2 separate regions of the Sus scrofa genome follow, and region 2 is linked to region 1. A link is a contact called in public promoter capture Hi-C data. All regions are on one chromosome and are shown on one strand. The core of a region is the stretch at or near the end of the contact, and the rest is flanking DNA. Distances in the headings are between cores, read along the strand shown. Region 1 holds the start of ELK1 (ETS domain-containing protein Elk-1). Region 2 holds the start of PQBP1 (polyglutamine binding protein 1).

Region 1 (3,624 bases), core at 334-2,833:
CCACCTCGCCCTTTCTCGTTTCTTTTCTCCAGGCTCAGCGACAGCCTCACCAAGGACTCCATGAATATCAAGGCCCATATCCACATGTTGCTAGAGGTGAGAGCAGCTCACCCCACTCCCAGACTCTATCTCCAAATATTTAGGGTGGTGTCCTGAGGAAGGGAGAGAGCCAGAGATGGGAAGGGCCATCTTTCCCTCCAAATGAGTCAGACAGGAACCAGGCTGGCTCTGAGGGAAGGGAGTTCCAAGCAAGCCTGAGGTGGGGCCTGGACCCAGTCTCCGTTCAATCTCTTCTGTTCTCTTTTTCAGGGGCTTAGAGAACTACAAGGTCTGCAGAATTTCCCCGAGCCTCGCCACTGACTTCTTCCTACCTCCCTTGACATTAAAGAGCCTGAATGTCTTTGAGTCACGTGGCCCTTCTTTCCCCCATTAACTTCTGCTGTTGGCTAAAGTGCCGTTTCTAAAGCACAATGTTACTGGGAGGCGCAGAGATCCAGTCTGTGTAGAATCTTTAAAGCACCACTGAAGTGCCGCCTCCAGCCTGTTTCCTGGCAGAATGTGCCACCTGACTTTCCGCTCTGCCCTCTCTACCATCGCCTTGGCAACCTGGGCCCCCACCTGACCCTTCTTTCTATTTCCTTTCCTGTGCACTACTGCTTGAATTAACCATAGAGAACGGGCCGATTCAGGGTGGCGGTTTGTTCCCTAAGGCAATCAACCTTTCACTCCTGGCCCTAAAGTTTACCCTTCTCCCACACTCCAATCGTTCCTCAGGTAACTTAAATTACACCCACGCCCGTCTAGGCCCAACCTTGGCCTTGTCCCAGCTTCTAAATAGTTACAGCTCCAGCAATGGGCGCAGGGCCGATCTCGCCCGCCCTCCCTGGTCCGGTCCTCATTCTAGGCTGAATCCAGCTTCCGCCAATCGATACAGAGCCAGGTTCCACCCCTTTATTACTGGCTGCAGCTCGACCCTGCCCTTGTAGGCATTTCGTTTCCACCACTCAACACTCCTTCGCACGTCTGGCAGCTGTCCTGCCCTCCTTCCTCTGCTTCGTTCTAAATTCGTCTTTTCTAGCCAATCGCCACAGAGTTAGCCTGCCCGCCTCCGCAGATCCCTGGTCAGACCTCCTCCCAGCGGGGCTGCTAGCCTGTGTACTTCTATACAAGTCCTGCTTCCGCTGGGCTGCGTGGAGTTCGGCACCGCCCATTGGTGTTTTGGCAGCTGTCTAGGCGTCCATCGCCCGCCAATCAGCAGGAAGCAGAGCCTAACCACTTCTATCCTCGGAGGCTGGCCGTCTTCCATCAATCTCATATAGGCCAATCACTGCGAGGCAGGCACCCCCGGAACCTTGTCAATCGCCCACGGCCTAGCAGTCTCTCCTGAGCCAATCAGCGGTGAGCGTCGGCGGGGCCGAGCACGCCCCCTCGGAACCCAGGAGGCCGGCTGCGTTCCGTCAGTTCCCCTAGGGCCAATCCCAGCAAGGCCCTATGGGGCAGGGTCCGCCTCCCCAACCCTGGAAGCCGCGCGGTCGATCCGTGGCGCTTTGACCAATCAGCGAGCGGCTGAAAGCTCAGCTCCTCCTTTACGGGCCCACGTGAGCGGTGGGGAAACGCAGGGGCGGCTTCTAGGTGCTGCCGCCGCCGCCGCTGCCGCCGCCGCCGCCGCCGCCACCGCCGCCGCCACCGCCGCCTCGGATCCCGGGCCTGGGGGGCGGTGGGGCCGCGCATGGAGCCCCCGCCCCCCGGAGCTGCCAACACCACCGCAGCGCTACGCACAGGTGAGCCCGGGGCCTGGAGGGTTGAGGGCCCGGTCCCTGACCCCACGTATCCTTCCCGCCCCCGCGCCGGGGGATGTGGCTTGGCCCATGGCCTTCTGGTGTTCGGCTCCTCACTGCCACCGCCACGGCTGGTGGACCTGCCTGTGGCATCGTCCCGTCCCTTCGCCCCTTGTAGTGGATCTGACCGTGGCCTAATCCCCCCTTCCTGTTTTAAAATGGATCGGTCTTAGTGCTTGTATTTCTCCCCACCCCCCCTTACAGTAGACTCGTCCGTGGTCTTGCCCCCCAACCCCGGCTTGGAGGGTGCCGTTCTCTGGCAGCGTCTAACTCTTTGACAGTAGGTCCGTCTGAGTGTTTGTATTTCTCAGGTCCTCAAGTTTCAGCGGCCCCCGTCTGTGGCCTTGTTTTTCCCATCCCTACTCTTCCTTGTGAGTCACTCCGTGGCGTTGTACCCCCCCCCTTAACAGGGAGTTAACCTGTGAATTTGTATTCCTGCCTCCAGTCCCCCAGTGCATCAATCCATGGCTTTAACACACACACACACACACACACACACACACACCATTTTTACAGTGGATCAGTCTACATGCTTGTATTCATGTCCCCCTGCATATCAGCCCATCACCCTATCCTCCCTTTTTTGTAGACTGTCACTCCAGTGCCTGGGCTTCTCCCTTGCTTTGAATAGTGGGTTAGTTTAGACCTTTATATCTCCCCATTTCAGTAGCCCAGTCCCTGGCCTTGTCCCCTTCTCCTTATAATCAGTCTGTGTGATGGTTTTTCTCTCTTCCATTATCGTGCAGGAATCAGTGTGTTTCTCTGCTCTCCTTGCCCCTAGTAAATAAGATGAGCCTTTACACACACACATACACACACACACACACCCACCCACCCACCCCTTTGCAGTGGATCTGTTTATTGGACTTCCTGCCACCCATGTGCTTGCCTTTACACCCGTTGGGTACACCCTCGTGTGAGTCCAGTGCTATGCAGTCCCTCCAGGAGGGTTGGCCCTTGGGGTGGGTCAGTCTGTGGCCTTCCCTGCCACTCTCCCTCCTTCTTAGTAGTGGATCAGCCTGTGTGCTTGTTGAACCGAGGTCTTTTTTTACTCTAGAACACACCCCCCTCTTACACACTGTTAACCATTAAAACATCCCGCCTCACTCCAGGAAATGAATACATTAGCAGTAGCGATAATGCCTATAGACGCTACTGGTTATTGACCTCCTACTGGGTACCAGGCTGAATGCTTAATGTTAGCTCATTTCATCCACCCCCTGAGATAGGGACCGAGGAACGTTTGGCACAGGGAGGTTTAATTCCTTACTCAAAGGTGATGCCATAGGTACCAGGTTAGGTTGCCCCTCAGAGCATTTTTGAGACTTTCCTCTCACTCTTCATCCTACCCCCGCCCCCCCCCCAAGGCCTCTCTCCTTAAAAGCTAAATCACTCCCATCTCCAAGCCTTTTGTTTTTGCTGTGCCCTTGGCTTGCCGAGCTGTCTCCACCCCACACCTTGTCTCAAAACCCATCCACCCCCAATCCTAGCAGCTACACGACCTTAAATGGTTTAACCACGGTCTGTCCTCACTTGTTCCCTCATTTGTAAAATGGGGGACTCGGAGCTAGAACCCCCTCCAGCATAGAGCATGCCTGCCAGTAAGCTCTCTGGCCTTACCTCCTACCCACCCACACAGCCCCCCCCCATTCCGTTCCAGTCACACTGACCTCCTCACTCATCCTCACACATGCCAGGTGAGATCCAGCCTTTGCGTTGGCTATTTTTTTTCTGCCAGGAACACTCTATCCCCGTCTCTGCGTGGTTCTTTTCAGGGCTTTGTTCA
Region 2 (3,624 bases), core at 673-3,172, 800 kb before region 1:
AGCTCATGGCAATGCCAGATCCTTAACCCACTGAGTGAGGCCAGGGGTTGAACCCGCGTCCTCATAGATACTAACTAGGTTTGTTAACTACTGAGCCATGACGGAAACTCCCCGCTATCCAAACCTATTTGGACAAAATTAGTTTGAACAGCAAAGGTTTTATCTAAAAACGTCCAAATTCATTCAGTTCTCCAGCTTGGCAAATAGGGAGTTTCTGATTCTAGTATATTGAGTAGCAAGTTTGGAGAGCAAGGCATTTATCCAAACACTGCTCTGAATATATTCAGCTCCTGAGACCTGCAACTGTTTTCAGTTACTATCAACAGAATAAAAAAGGTGTATGAGTGGGGGTTCCCATTGTGGCTCAGCAATAACGAACCCGACTAGCATCCACGAGGACGAAGGTTTGATCCCTGGCCCTGCTCAGTGGGTTAAGAATCTGGCACTGCTGTGAGCTGTGGTGTAAGTCACAGATGCAGCTCGGATCTGGCATTGCTGTGGCTGTGGCATAGGCCAGCGGCTACAGATCTGATTCGACCCCTAGCCCGGGAACTTTCATATGCCGTGGGTGTGGCCATAAAAAGACCAAACATTTTAAAAAAGGTACATGAGTACCTGGACCTCAGTTGGCCGATCACAGGTTTCAACTGTGTATACAGCTAACAATGAAATGTCTATTTCAGCAATAACATAGTGCCTGTCACACAATAGGTCCAAAATAGATCATCAGCTATAATCATTAGTGTTGTTAGTAAGAAACGTACCACGGGCACAAGGCCCGGTATTCAGTAAGCTTAAAATAAATATCAATGACCATTATCCGTATTATTAACCAAAGATCTATGCTTGGCACACAACAAACCTGTAATAGATGTCACCTGTCAATAAAGTGAAAATGAGTTTTCCAGTACACGGCCACACCTTAGCCCAAAATAGATGCCAACTTTTACTGTAATGACAGTAAGGTATAAATACTGGCAACGGCAGCACAGCAGGCCAAAATGACAGATCCTATCATTATCCTTGTTTTGTTTTTTGTTTTTTTGCCTTTTCTTGGGCCGCTCCCGCGGCATATGGAAGTTCCCAGGCTAAGGGTCCAATCGGAGCTGAGCTGCCAGCCTACGCCAGAGCCACAGCAACGCCAGATCCGAGCCGCGTCTGCGACCTACACCACAGCTCACGGCAACGCTGGATCCTTAATCCACTGAGCAAGGCCAGGGATCGAACCCGCAACCTCATGGTTCCTAGTCGGACTCGTTAACCACTGCGCCACGACAGGAACTCCCCTACCATTATTTTACATACTGTAAACCATAATGCATATGCCAGCCACTTAAGCAGACCCGAAATACATGTCAGTTATTGAACTGGTGAACAAGTCGGTATATATCGCCTGAACAGTACCTGGCTCTACAGTAGATCTGAAAAAAATGTTACCTACTAGTATGGTAAAGAACAAAATATCAGCCTCCTCCCACTGTATTTGGTCCAAAAGAGGCTGTAATAGATGTCAGTTTACTATTAATATCCTTAGATACTCTTCCAGGGATCGATTGGATTAAATCTGGCGTATGAAGATCCAAGATAAGCATCAGCTGTCAGTATTAGGTACGACTAAAGCTGAAATGTCTATTCCCTGCCCCACCCCCACCGTAGGCGTCCGCGCGCACGCGGTAGGAATCGGCGTCAGGAATACGTATTGTTTACAACAAAATGTCTGCCAGCCCACTGCTTGGTATATAGTAGGCCCATACTAGGGATCGAGTGGCAATATCAACAACAAAGTGCCTGTCAAGCCTGGCACATGGTAGGCCCATCTGCTCTTAGCTCTCTCACCGGGCTCGAGATGTTTGAGGATGCCTCTCTTGGCCAAGCGGGTCTGCAACGCAACGGGCAGCGGCATAGCGGGTAGCAGACAGACCTAGGGAAGGACAGACGAGAAAGCAGTTCAGATAAGGATTTGAATCTGGAGCTCGTAAGCAAGCGCCTCTCCCCAACATGCACTCATCTAGACTCCCACCTACCCACCTGCACCAGGAGCTGGGCAACAGAACCTACCCGCTAAAAGGTGGAAGGGATAAACGGCAGTATCACCGAAATTCTCGCCAACTCTCCTCTCCAGGCGGGGTGCTCCGGGACAGGACTCCTCTCCCAGGCCTCCTCTCCCAGGCCTAGGCTCCACCCATCGCCGAAGGGGCCAAGCGCCGCTCCCCCGCGCCCCAGAAATGGGCTCACCCAACGTCCCCCAAAGACTGCCGGGTGGAAGGAACCAAGGAGCAGGGGTGGGGGGAGCAGGGTTTCCTCTAGCTCCAAAAAATGCGCCCACCCCGACATTACCAATACAGTCACGCGGGTTGCGGAAGGCTGTCAGACTGTCGGCCTCTCTCTCGACGCCTTTATGATCGCCAGGACCACGACTCTTTTTCTCCTGAGGGAAAGAATGAGGCCCTCTCTCCCTGAGCCAGAGGTAACTGGGCGACGCTCGGGCTGCAGAGAACAGATGACGGAAACCTAACTGGCCAATGAGAGTGCGCCTTGGCCTGACGTCTGGCGAAAGGACCCAATCATTACCTTGGAATAGGTGGAAAGCTCGGGCGCCTGTGTGCGTTTACAGTGGGGGTGTGGCCCGGCCGGGATTTAGCCAGACTGCGCGGCCGGACGCCGGCGCCATGGAGGAGTACGCTCGGGAGCCTTGGTACGGCGAGGGGCACAGGCCTCGGGACTCTTGCTGCGGCGCCACGGCCAGCGGTGGGAGGCGGGCGGGGGAGGCGCTGGCTACACAGCGCCACGTCCCAGACTCGGGAGACTTTTAAACGTTTGTTGTCTCCTTCCGCTCCCGTCCACTTGTTTCCTTACTTGGGCTCCGTTAAGAGGGGCCACAACTGTGTGCTTGAAGGAGCTGGTGCGGTGCAGGACGAACCACTCCACGTTTCCCTTGACTCTTGTCCCCGGTCCCTCTTGTTAACGGAAAGAGACACGTTGGTCGAATCCATTCCAGCCGGGGGGTGGTGTGTTGCTAGGCGGAAATCCCCAGGGTTACCGCGCGTGGTTTTTCCCAGGTCCCTTTGGTGAATGGAGGCGGGGCTTGGGTGAGCCCACTGTGGGCAAGGAGGGGGTGTCGGATCGTCCCCACGGTCTGCAGCTAGGTTTTTCCTCCCTCGTGCAAGGTGAAGAAAGGGAAGAGCGTGGCTGGACGAGCTCATTGTCGGAGGAGGGGGTGCGACCCCCGTTGTACTTTACAGTGCCAGCTTGTTAACACTTCCGTAGCGCTTATTTAAACGTGCCCACTCTTTGCTTGCAATCAAGTCATTTAATCTTTGCTAGCAGTAAACCAGTTGGCTGTGAAGGAGAGGGGCGGACAAGGGCAACGACTAATGTTTTTCCCCCTTCCGCACTGTTTCTTTGCGAGAATATGGAGGAAAATACCCTCTTTATTATTTGAAGTGCTGCTCCCCATTTGAGTGACGTAGTTTCTCCCAGCTGGAAAGTGTCCTTGTGACATAAAATGGGGGAGGGCTCACATTAACCCTATCCTCCCCTTCCCGCTTGCAGCCCATGGCGAATTGTGGATGATTGCGGTGGAGCCTTCACTATGGGTGTTATCGGCGGTGGAGTCTTCCAGGC

Evidence for each region. Promoter capture Hi-C pulls out the DNA fragments that hold promoters and counts their contacts.
Region 2: a promoter capture Hi-C map of liver shows a contact between it and region 1, with 9 times the contacts expected there. The contact joins the promoter of PQBP1 here to the promoter of ELK1 in region 1. A contact is called at or near these places in 2 of 5 promoter capture datasets (fetal liver and liver) and 1 of 2 datasets of contacts at active chromatin or transcription factors (alveolar macrophages).

The regions. Positions count from the first base shown.
Region 1 is chrX:42,172,923-42,176,546 of Sscrofa11.1, reverse strand. It overlaps ELK1 (ETS domain-containing protein Elk-1), which reads left to right and starts at 1,583. Exons shown (of 6, transcript XM_013990888.2): 1 at 1,583-1,781. It overlaps UXT (protein UXT), which reads left to right. Exons shown (of 7, transcript XM_003135055.5): 6 at 33-96; 7 at 310-405. The coding sequence ends at 360.
Region 2 is chrX:42,974,944-42,978,567 of Sscrofa11.1, reverse strand. It overlaps PQBP1 (polyglutamine binding protein 1), which reads right to left and starts at 1,922. Exons shown (of 6, transcript NM_001246668.1): 1 at 1,837-1,922. The coding sequence starts at 1,903. It overlaps TIMM17B (mitochondrial import inner membrane translocase subunit Tim17-B), which reads left to right and starts at 2,281. Exons shown (of 6, transcript XM_003360308.4): 1 at 2,281-2,695; 2 at 3,553-3,624. The coding sequence starts at 2,523.